Regions from separate parts of the Mus musculus genome. Here region 1 is linked to region 2. Evidence: chromatin contacts called from public promoter capture Hi-C data. All regions are on one chromosome and are shown on one strand. Each heading gives the region's core, a stretch centred on a gene start, on an enhancer-like site or on the middle of the called end of the contact. The rest is flanking DNA. Distances are from core to core; before and after follow the strand shown.

Evidence for each region. Promoter capture Hi-C pulls out the DNA fragments that hold promoters and counts their contacts.
Region 1: a promoter capture Hi-C map of embryonic stem cells shows a contact between it and region 2, with 2.5 times the contacts expected there. The contact joins the enhancer-like site here to the promoter of 8030453O22Rik in region 2. A contact is called at or near these places in 10 of 39 promoter capture datasets (the C10 cell line, HPC-7-derived erythroid cells, cranial neural crest and 5 more), 1 of 15 datasets of contacts at CTCF or cohesin (large pre-B cells), 3 of 115 datasets of contacts at active chromatin or transcription factors (bone marrow-derived macrophages, extraembryonic endoderm stem cells and stem cell-derived neural progenitor cells) and 1 of 9 other capture datasets (embryonic stem cells).

What each region holds. Positions count from the first base shown.
Region 1 is chr6:39,778,235-39,783,967 of GRCm38.p6, forward strand. No RefSeq gene overlaps it. Among named protein-coding and RNA genes, the nearest start is that of Mrps33, 30 kb to the right of the region's middle. Within about 2 kb of position 2,872, at least 194 of the 459 cell types and tissues checked have an H3K27ac peak or open chromatin away from gene starts, as enhancers often do. A contact at or near this core is called in bone marrow-derived macrophages, embryonic stem cells, extraembryonic endoderm stem cells and 3 more, where this site is marked.
Region 2 is chr6:39,525,054-39,530,464 of GRCm38.p6, forward strand. It overlaps 8030453O22Rik (RIKEN cDNA 8030453O22 gene), which reads left to right and starts at 2,488. Exons shown (of 2, transcript NR_167680.1): 1 at 2,488-2,591. All of the region lies in intron 1 of Dennd2a (DENN/MADD domain containing 2A), which reads right to left.

The DNA.
Region 1 (5,733 bases), core at 1,622-4,121, 250 kb after region 2:
AGCTTATTCCAGGGTAGGGGGTGGGGTTGGGGTGGGGGGTGAGCAGGGGAAGGGGGTCTCTGTGTCCTACCAGTCAGGAATTGAGTTTGTTACAAGATCCAAAGCAGTATGATGCATGGACAGACAGTATCCTTTAACTGACTTGGTCCCAAAACAAGGTAGAAATAGATGCTCTGTCTCCAAAGGAAAGAAAAGCACCGTCTGTTTATATTTAGGTTGTTGAATATCTTCCCATCTAAAGGAGAGCTAATTACACTGTTTTTCTTCAAGGGGGTAGTTGGTTCTATGTTTCAGCTATTGTGTTTGCTTGTATATGTGTGCATGCCTGGCTGAAAGTAACAATTCCAGTTTAGCAACCCCCTAATTGCAGGGATTGCTAAAAAGATTATTATGCATGTTATTGCAGAGAGCTCAGCACTCTATAAACTCATGCAGCAGGAACTAGGGCATGTCTCAATTTCCCTTATAAGTATTGCAATAAACCAACTCCTCTGTAAACAGCAGGCTGGGGACAGGGTGGCCCCGCAGTGCTGCATGGGCCTTCCTTTTCCTTTGGCTATTTCTTACCTTGTTTTGGGCTTTTCTCCTTCCTTTATACCCTCTTTTATTTCTCTCTCTCTCAGAAAAATAATAGATGCCAGGTGTAAAGTCTATAAATAGACTAAAGTATAAAGATCAGAAGTAAATGCATTGGCTTCTGCTTCTCAGCCATGACCAACCTTTGGAAATTGGATGGTCTTCCAGGCGTCCTTCCCTGTGCGTGAAATATGCTAATGACCCACTTTCTGCACTGACTACTGCAAGACATTTAAGAGCCACTTGTAACTATCCTTTTGAGAGGCTAGTGAACATTTCGTTCATGGAACTTGTCCAGATAGATCTCTATTATTAAATGCTAGGTTAATGTGTCATTTTTCACTTACACAAAATAGGCTGTATTGAGTGAGTATCTTCTTGTCAAAGTATCTGTAAATAGTTTAGGTCATTTCTTTAGCACAGATTACTGAAACTGGAAGGACAGGTAAGAAAGCAGGACTGTTCTGAAGTCCCTTTGAATACGTTGTCAAACTGCCAGTCATAATGGTCAGTCCTGTCAGGCTTTGCTCCCAGCCACCAGCAGTGTGTGAAAGGACACTCTAACCCCACGCTAGCTGAGAAACCCACATCTCAGCACATCTTTTAGTAAATTGGCAGAGTTTACTGTATTTCCAGCTTTCGTTTTTTGGTTCTCCAATTCTTAAATGGAGTTGTTCACTTTACCAGATGTTTGTTGTTTAACTGTATTTGCAGTCATCATCTTGTCTGTTGCCCTGTGAAAATGGAGGTGTCTTTGACTCGATCATCAAACATTTATTTATACGGCAAACTTCCCTGTATCTTTTTAGTGATAGAAACTTAAATCTTTATGCACTTAAGCCATTCCTTCCTTTCTAGCTTTCTCCCTTCGTTTCTTCCTCTCTCTCCCCTCCCCCCTCTTCCTCTCTCCTTTTTCCCTCCCCACCCCCCACCTCTTTTCCTTTTCCTTTTCCTTGGATCTAACCCAGAGCTTTGCAAGTGTGCTGGGCCAATACTCTGCTGTTGAACTGCGGCCACAGCCCTTTTGCTCCATATCTGCCCCCACCTTATTTGGAGACAAAAATTTTGCTCTGCAGGCAACACTTGAACTCATAATCTCCCTGCTTTCCCACCATGAGCTGCCATCCATGCCTGGCTGTTTTGTTTGTTTGACTTTTGTTTGTGTTTGTTTCAATTACTTAAAAAAATGGTGTTGGGGTTGGAACTTAGGGTCTTCTGCATACTAAAAACATGCTCTACCACTGAACTATACTATACCTTCAGTTCCTTTTTGTGTTTTTAAAGAATTATTTTTTTATGTCTAGGAATATTTCACCTGCATGTTTATGTGTGCCTAGAACCCCATAGAAGTCAGATGAGGGCTTTGGATCCCCTGGAACTGAAGTTATAGATGATAGTGAGCCAATACGTGGGTGCTGGGAATCAAACATGCCCTTCAGAAGAACAGCCAGTGCTTTCAAGCTGGACCAACTGTCCAACTTGCACATATACATATGTATATACACACACATACATATACACATACATATATGTACACACACACATATATATGTATGTGTGTGTGTGTGTGTGTGTTTGTTTTTTGTTTTTCATTTTTGAGACAGGGTTTCTCTGTGTATCCCTGGAACTTGTTATTTAGATCAGGCTGGCCTTGAATTCAGAGATCTGCCTCCTGAGCTAGGATTAAAAGTATGGGCTACCATGCCTGGTTACTTTTGTATATCTAAAAAGTTTATGTGTACGATCATTTTGTGTGTCTAGACCCATGGAAGCCAGAAAAGGGCTCCAGACTTGAGTCACAGATGCTTGTGAGCGACGTCTGGACAGGAACTGGATCTGGGTTCTCTGCAAGGGCAGTGAGTGCTGTGCCCACCAGCTCCCTTTTACAAACCTATTTTTAACTTCAGAACATTATCTCCACTTGATAAGATTCAATAAAGCCTTCTATTTTTCTTTTCTTTCTTTCTTTTTTGGTATGTGTATATTTAACTTTTGTTTTTAAAATGAAATCGTATAGACAGGGTCTCGCGTTGTATGCGTGCAGCTCAGGCCGGACTTGTGGCTTGGTGATCTTCCTGCCTTAGTCTCCGGAGTGCGGGAGTTAGAGGCAGCTGGCTGGGGAACCTGCAGCCACACAGACTTATCTCTTCCTGGGTCTGGAAGGCAAAGGTAAAGATTCTTGTCGTTAAAACTGCTGCCTGTTAGGAACCAGTTGGACTGCAAATCTCAGCAGGAGCGCTTTGAGCGGCTGTCTGCTGACAGCAGGATGAGCTGCCGGTCACAGAAAGCCAGGGGGGAGGGGGTGGGGTGTTACTGGGAAATTCTCCTCCCCGGACAAATGACCTTTCACCCCCTAGTTCTCTGTGCTCCTTTTCTTCCTCTTGGTTTTCTTTCTGAGCTTCTAGAGGAGACTAAGATATCCGTGGATTTAAGGACTGATGGTATATGACTGCTTGGTGTTTGTTGTAAAAGGTTCTGTCGCTCCTTTTGCAGGGAAACCAACAGAAACTAAAGTACAATAAAGCACAAGAGGCCTGAGTACGTAACTCAGTGGTAGAGGTCCTGGCTTTGACGCACGCGCCCCCTCCCCCTCCCCATCCCCCAAACACACACACCAACCACACAGAGACAGGGAGACACTGGGTAAACACACATCGGGTGTGAGGCCAGAGGAGCTAAACTGTAGGGGAGATCTGCCTGGGAATGAATGCCTTTCCTGTAATAACCAGAAACAGCTCCTTCGGAGGAAACTGTGAGCCCCAGGGTACAGAACGAGAGTCAGCTAGCCGGGAAGCAGACACAGTGGGCTGGCTTGCTTTTTTGCTTTTGCTTTTGTTTTTTGTTTGTGTGTGAGTGTTTTTTTTTTTTTTAGGCCAATTTAAATTATTTAAGTATTTTTGTTGGCGATGCGTTCATTTGCTTTTCAGTTCCACTTATGATATGCCTTCATAATCATCCACTCTTAGAAGAAGCCTAAATGACTGGTTCAGCAGCTCCCAGCAAAACCTCGCTCTGGAACCTATGTGAAACGCAGGCGTCATGACTAAGAGGAACTACTCTTAGTCATGTTTGTTAAGAACTGGCTTTGTGAGCCCGGCCTTAGGAAGTGACCACAGATTTCACAAGTCCACACATGTGCCTGTTAGAGCATGTTTGTTAAGAGTCCTATGTAACTCCGGTTTGATTTGTACCTGAAGGGACCGAGGGTAAAATACTTAGCCGCTGGCACGCCAGACTGGTCAACAGCCTCGGCGTGGGGTTTTAGCTACTTCTCTAAGGCTGTTTTCCAGCTTGGATTTTTAAAGTCTGCAGTTGCAAGCGGCCTACCAGACATAGCATTTCTTGCCTCCTTTTTTTTTCATACGAGATAACATTTCAAGGCGGTAGAGGCGAGGCAGCCCTGAAATTCCTAGAAGATTAGGAATGTGGGGGAGATAGCATCAGTGTGACTTGGAAGTTTCTCACTTTTCCAGCCTGGGTCAGGGGACTATAGACTTTACCCCCCAGATAGCCACTAGCAGAGTGGTCAGGACCTCCTGTGTTTACATTGGCCTACGGTAGCCTCATCCTCCATCTTCAAGCCTGCCAACAGTCAGACTTGATCTAACTGGGGTGGCCTCCAGTTAAGCTTTGATTTCAGGGTGTAATTTAAGGTGTGTAGCTCCTAGGCGCTGATGAAAAGCTGTGTGCTGGTGAGCGAGCCTTGGACACTGTTGGCCAAACCATGAAGATTAGAACAAGCTTTTATTTTATTTTATTTTATTTTGGGAAATATATATCATATCCAGTTCGGTTCAGAAATGTACTTACATATTAGTACACTTCAAAATAGAAAAAGAAATACTATATATAGGCTGGGCAGGTCTGAAACTTGCTACATAGACCAAACTAGCTGGGAACTTACACAGAGCTGTCTGTCCCTGCGTCCTGAGTGCCTGGCTATACTGTCCTTTTCTTTTTGGGAGTTCTGGGGACCAAAGCTAGGACTTCTCACCTGCTAGGTGATGTGAGCCATCCCCGTGTTCTGGAACACCCTTTGTAAGGGAAATTTTTTTGCTGGACAGATTACTATGACTGGGACAGTACTGCCACCTGGTGGAAAGTACCCTAATTACAGGAAAATATATAAGCTGAGTGAAGTAAAAAACAAAAATGACAACAAAGGTTAAGTTTTAAGTGAAATTTACACTTAATAAGGAAATCGCTAAATATATAGATTAGAGATCTACTAATTAAAAATCAGTATCTTTGGGTTGGTGAGATGGCTCAGCGGCTAAGATCACTGACCGTTCTTCTGGAGGTCATGAGTTCAAATACCAGCAACCACATTGTGGCTCACAACTATCTATAATGAGAAACAAATTAAAAACAAAAACCAAAAAACCTATGGGCTGGAGAGAGCCAGGCTGGAGCAAGAGGGAGAAGTAGGGGAGGGGGAAAGTCAGTATCTTTAAATCTGGAGTCTTGTGACACTGACCAGCATTTTTCACCAGTATCTTTGGGAATTTGGGGAGGAATAAAAAACAATCCACCTTTTAAAAATTGCTTGGTGGTGGTGGTGGTGGTGGGTGCTGGAGAGATGGCTCTGCGGTTAAGAGCACTGACTGCTCTTCCAAAGGTCCTGAGTTCAAATCCCAGCATCTACATGGTGGCTCACAACCATCCATAATGAGATCGGATGTCCTCTTCTGGTGTGTCTAAAGACAACTACAGTGTACTTATATGTAATAATAAATAAATCTTTTTAAAAAAATGCTCCAGGGAACAGAAAAATGGCTCCGCAGTTAAGAGCAGGTTAAGAGCACTCTAACAGAGGACCCAGGTTCAATCCCCAGCAACCACATGCCAGTTTACAACTGTCTGCAACTCTGTTCCCAAGGGATCCGACTCCCTCTTCTGGCCTCTACTGGCGCCAGGCCCAAATGTATTCCGCTGAAATGGAACATCGCAGACTTCTGGGTGGGAAGCCTGGAGAGGCTGCACTCGAGGTAACTGACTGGAGTCCTGAGGAAACACTAGATAATTCCCGAGTGAGCAGCCTGCTATAGAAGAACCAGACTGTACTGATCAGAAAGACTCTCTCTCTCTCTCTCTCTCTCTCTCTCTCTCTCTCTCTCTCTCTCTCTCTTCTCCCCCCCTCTCTCTCCCCCCCCCCCC
Region 2 (5,411 bases), core at 1,238-3,737:
CCCATGTGGCAAATGGCTTCTTAGTGGATAAAAGAGGTCCTCTGTGATTGCAGATAGCTTTGTCTAGCATATACATGTGGAACTAGACTCCTCTAAATATGACTTTAGGAGGTCAGTACCACAAAGGTGCCAAAGACTCTTTAGGCAGAAAATATCTGAATGCTAATGAGAGTGAGAATATATGTGCTTAGAAATAGAAAACATTTGCACAGCATAGATCACGCTATGTATGGTATCTAGATGCGTGGGTGCTGTAAACAGGTGTGAAGTTAGCGGGGCACATTTCCCAAGTTTACATAAATCTGACTGTATAGTGACCAAGGAACTCCAGCTAAGGTTCACAGCAAGGCATGCATAGTTAGCCACTGCATTCATCCTGTTACTATAACTTTGCATTCTAAAGACCAGGAGTTGTTTATATAAAAGACCTCTCCCTTAGTTACATCATGGGCCCACAAATTAGGCTGCTGTTCTTGGTTGCACAGTATAAATTTCAAACTTGAGAGAGCACAAATACACTTTCCATGGTGATCAGAGTAGAATTTCTTTTTGAAAACAATTAGGATTCATAATAGTGCTTACAAAAGAAAAAAATAGTATTTATTTTATTTGTACTTTATGCAAGAGTGTTTGCCTGCATAGATGTATGTGTGCCACATGTATGCCTGGTGTCCCTGGAGACCAGAAGAGGGTGCCACACCCTTGGAACTGGAGTTACAGATGATTGTGAGCTGCTGTGTGGGTGCTGGAAATCAAGAGCTCTTAACTTCTGAGCCACCTCCCAATCCTTAAAGAATTTTTTAGGGCTGGTGAGATGGCTCAGTGGGTAAGAGCACCTGACTGCTCTTCCGAAGGTCCAGAGTTCAAATCCCAGCAACCACATGGTGGCTCACAACCATCCGTAACGAGATCTGACTCCCTCTTCTGGTGTGTCTGAAGACAGCTACAGTGTACTTACATATAATAAATAAATAAATCTTTAAAAAAAAAAAAAAAAAAAAAGAATTTTTTAGTTGTCTCCAGGATGGTAGATGAATTTAGATTTGAGGCAGAATCACCATTCATTGCTATTTTCCTGAGAACTGAAATGGCAGACAGGGGAGAATGTGACCATCCAGGTTAGTGTATGCTTGCTGGCAGCCACCAACAGAGCAGAATCCCCCAGTCACATATGCTACCTCACGGCTCTGGACAGGGGATGAAAGACTGGGGCTTGAGCCCTTGCTCATTTTCCTTCTCAACATGGAGAGTGAGCACAGGAATTGAGCTGGGTGGGCTCTACCACCGAACCATGTACCTAGTCCTCCTTTTTTCTTTTAAAAGGAGGAATGCTAGCTGCCTTCTGTAGACGAGAGCCTTCTGCATGCAGAAGCCGCATAATCTAGTTTGTTGTTACTGGTGTATGGTAGGTTGATAGTACATATGCATTTAATAAATGAATATATATAAAATAAGCATATATATTTATATATAAATATACTATATATTTATACAATGTTTATATATTATATAAATATATATATTTTAAAATAGAATAAACACATTTAAATATATAAATATGCATTATAAAACTATATATTTAGCCGGCCGTGGTGGCACACGCCTTTAATCCCAGCACTCGTGAGGCAGAGGCAGGCGGATTTCTGAGTTCGAGGCCAGCCTGGTCTACAAAGTGAGTTCCAGGACAGCCAGGGCTATACAGAGAAACCCTGTCTCAAAAAACCAAAAAGAAAAAAAAAAAATATATATATATATATCCCAAGGCACTCAACTAATTACAACTAACTGTGACCATTATAGTTTTCAAATACCTGGAGTGACTCAACAATACTCGAGGAAGAGACAATGGCTTGTTGGAAGAACATTACCAAGGTCAAGCAAGAAGCGTACAGGGCGATGACACTATTTTAACTGTCCCCAGGACTGACAGAGTGTCTTCTCCACGTGACTCTTATACCCGTGGGTGTCTGCAGTTCCTGTTTCTAGCGTCTGGGCTGCTGAGAGTTGTGATGAGATTGGTGATAGCAGAATATGAGCGGGGGGGGGGGGGGGGGGGGGTGAGGAGGGGGAAGGCTTCCCGCTAGCAGAAGATGGGAACAGCTACGGCTGCAAAGCTTTAGCGTTTAGAGAGAAGTGAAAAACCGTGATTCTATAGCTAGAAAAAGATACCCTGGCCTGGAAGGCACACAACACTCACTCAGCAATATCCAGACCTCTCAAGTCTCAAATGAAGGCAGTTCAAGGAGCCGTCTGACAGGAGGCTCAGGAGAGTGACATTCCCCGGTTAAGGAAAGGGAGTAGGTGCAAGTAGTAAAAGGGAGAAGTAGACAGGCCGTCAGTTCCTACACTCTTAGGGAGAACAGAAGGAGGTGGAGAAGCGTGCTCATCTACTTCCAGGGCGCATGCGCATGCTAAGGGCGGCTCTTACTTGTCAGCCAATCTGTAGCTCAGAGTTCCAGTTGGGCTGTGGCTGTCTGTGGCCTGCTTGCACACGGTCACCATGTCAGCACCAAGAGAGACTCCAGGAAGCCTAGAGGACCAGTGATAAAGACTCCATGAGGCACATGGGCCCCTCCTTCAGAAGGAAGCAGGTATGTGGCCCCATTTCACCCGGAATGGGAGGTGGCAAGAAGAAACTAGAAAATCTGTCTTAGGTGGATGAGGTCACATGATCTCCTGGGGCTTCCAAGACTTCTACCTGCCAGGTAAAACTGAGGGTACTCAGTGTCTTGGCTCAGAACTTCCTCAAAGGAATCAAGAGGCCTGTTTCAAAACATGCTAACAGATCTTAGGTACCAGGAGGGAAAGGCCAGCGAAGAGACAGAAATAAATAAATGTGGTCTGAATGTTAATGACCCCACAGGCTCATATATTTGCATATTTAGTCCCCAGTTAGAGGAAGTATGTTGCCAGGGGTGGGCTTTGATGTTTCAAAAGCATGAGCCAGGCTCAGTCAGTCTCTGCCTCTCTCAGTCAGTGTCTGTCTGTCTCTGGCTGCCGCCTGGGGATCAGGATGTAAACTTCTCAGCTACTGTTCTAGTGCCATCTGTCCCAGCACTCTTCATCATAACGATCAGGGTGGAGTAAAACCTCTGAAACTTTACGCAAGCCCCAGTTAAACCCTTTTCCTTCCTAAAAGAGCTGCCTTGGCCATGGTGTCTCTTGACAGCAATAGAATAGTGACTAAGACAACAAATACATAAATTCAATTAAAACATAAGACAAATAAAAATAGAGCACTCATGGATCACCCTTTATGAAATGAAGACACAGTCTGGTGAGATGGCTCAGGGGGTATAAAAGTGCCTGCCACCGAACCCGAGGACCTGAGTTCAAGCCCCAGTCTGTCCTTTTCACCAGTGTGCGTGCACATCCAAATAAATAATGTGCACAAACACTCTTTTTAAGAGGAAGCAGGCAAGGAGGGACCTGAAAGCTGAAATGGAGCAGGCGAAGCCATTGGGAGTTGGGCACAGGGAGAACTGGAGCATAGACTTGCCCAGGAGTCTAGCTGTTGCTTTACGGCAACCCAGCACCATATACTCTGGAATAAATCTGTGGTGTAACCGAGCCCAGTTCTCCAAGGAAGCTAGGAGCTCAGGTCCACCCATCCCACAGTGGAGGGGAGCCCTGAAAGGCCTTTCAGGGACAGGAAGGAACTCATTGTCCCTCTCACAACTCTCACACAGCTGAAGCTTCTGGAGTCTCTCCATGTGGCTGGGCCCACAGACACTGCCTTTCTGTCCTCTTCTGGCAGATAGCCACATGGGCCAGGGGGTGGGGAGAAGGGAGCACAGCCGATCTCCACCCCACCCCCCTGCTCTCTACAGCCTGCACTCTGGCTCCACAGACCAAACACCCACCACGCAATCTTCTCCCATTGAGCCAGGCAGCTCTCCATCTTTTTCTTTTAGGCTCGTGCCAAGCTGTGTGCAGGATGCTCTAGGAGACTCCAAGTTAAGTAAGACTCTGACTCCTTCCTTGAGGAGCACACCAGGACAGTGCCTGGACTGCAGTCAGCTCCTGCAGCAGCTCTCCCTGAGGGGAGCCCTTCCCCCCACTGTCTGAGGAAGCAAAGCGTTTTCCAGATGGAGCAGAGCCACCACCATCCTTCCAGGGGATGCTTCTAAGTAGCTTTAGCCCCAAACGCGTGACACTTAAGTGAAGTCACTTCCCACCAGGTAATAACGCCCAGTACTAAAATCACAGGCTCCTGGGGACCAGCCCTACTGCAAGAGTGAATCTGAAAGGGCAGCAGAGTCTGGAAGTGAAGAGATAAAGAACGCATGCGCGGTTCACATTTAGCAATCAGAGTGTCTCAATTCTCACAAGTATGGAGTATGCTGCTCTCATTCATTCTTTCTTTTTTTTTTTTTTTTTGCCCTTGACGATTAGAATAGGTTAGACAGATGTCTCAGTGGGTAGAGATACTTGCTGCCAATCAAGAGTTCGCCACCAGAGCCCACATGGTAAGAGAAATTGACTCCTCTGACCTTTACCGGCATGCTATGGCACACACGCAACACATACACTACACACACACACACACACACACACACACACACAAATGTACACATAAAAAATAATAAATCCAGGCTGGAGAGATGGCTCAGTGGTTAAGAACACTTTTTATTTTAGGAACTGAACTAAGACCTGAGTTCAGCTTCTAACAGCCACATGAAGAGGCTCGCCACCACCTATATATAACTTCAGCTCTGTGGGGGTCTGACACACCCTTCTGGCCTGCACTGGCATCAGCACACACGGTATGTACTCACACACACATGTAAATAAGAATAATCAATCTTTTTTTCCCCCTTTGTTTTTTTTGTTGTTGTTGTTGTTGTTTTTTTTTTTGAGACAGGGTTTCTCTGTGTATCCCTGGCTGTCCTGGAACTCACTCAGTACACCAGGCTGGCCTTGAACTCAGAAATCTGCCTGCCTCTGCTTCCCAAGTGCTGGGATCAAATGCGTGTATCAACAGGCTTGCTTCCTAAAAATCAATCCTAAAAGAAAGAAGTAAATAAAAGACTAAGACGGTATGTCTAGGCTTGTTTGGGAATACTTTGGACACATACGCCTTACTGTCACTTTATAGGTCTGGGAGACAGTCAAGTTTTCAAATCTGTGAACCTGGGGACATCTGTGACACACCAAACCAACTGTCTGGGGCTGGTCTGGAACCTAGCATGATAAATAATAGTATTTAGATGATTTTCACACAATTGAGAACTCATTTTTCTCTCCGGCAATTTGGCCTTGTGATTCAGACTGCTGACCAAGAGGGATAATGAAAGAATATTAATACCACATTTCCTCACCCAACTGTTTTCTATAAAAGCAGAACTTCCTATTAGCCAGCTGGGCTTAATTATTACTATTTTTTGTTTTCTGAAACAGAGTGTGCAGCA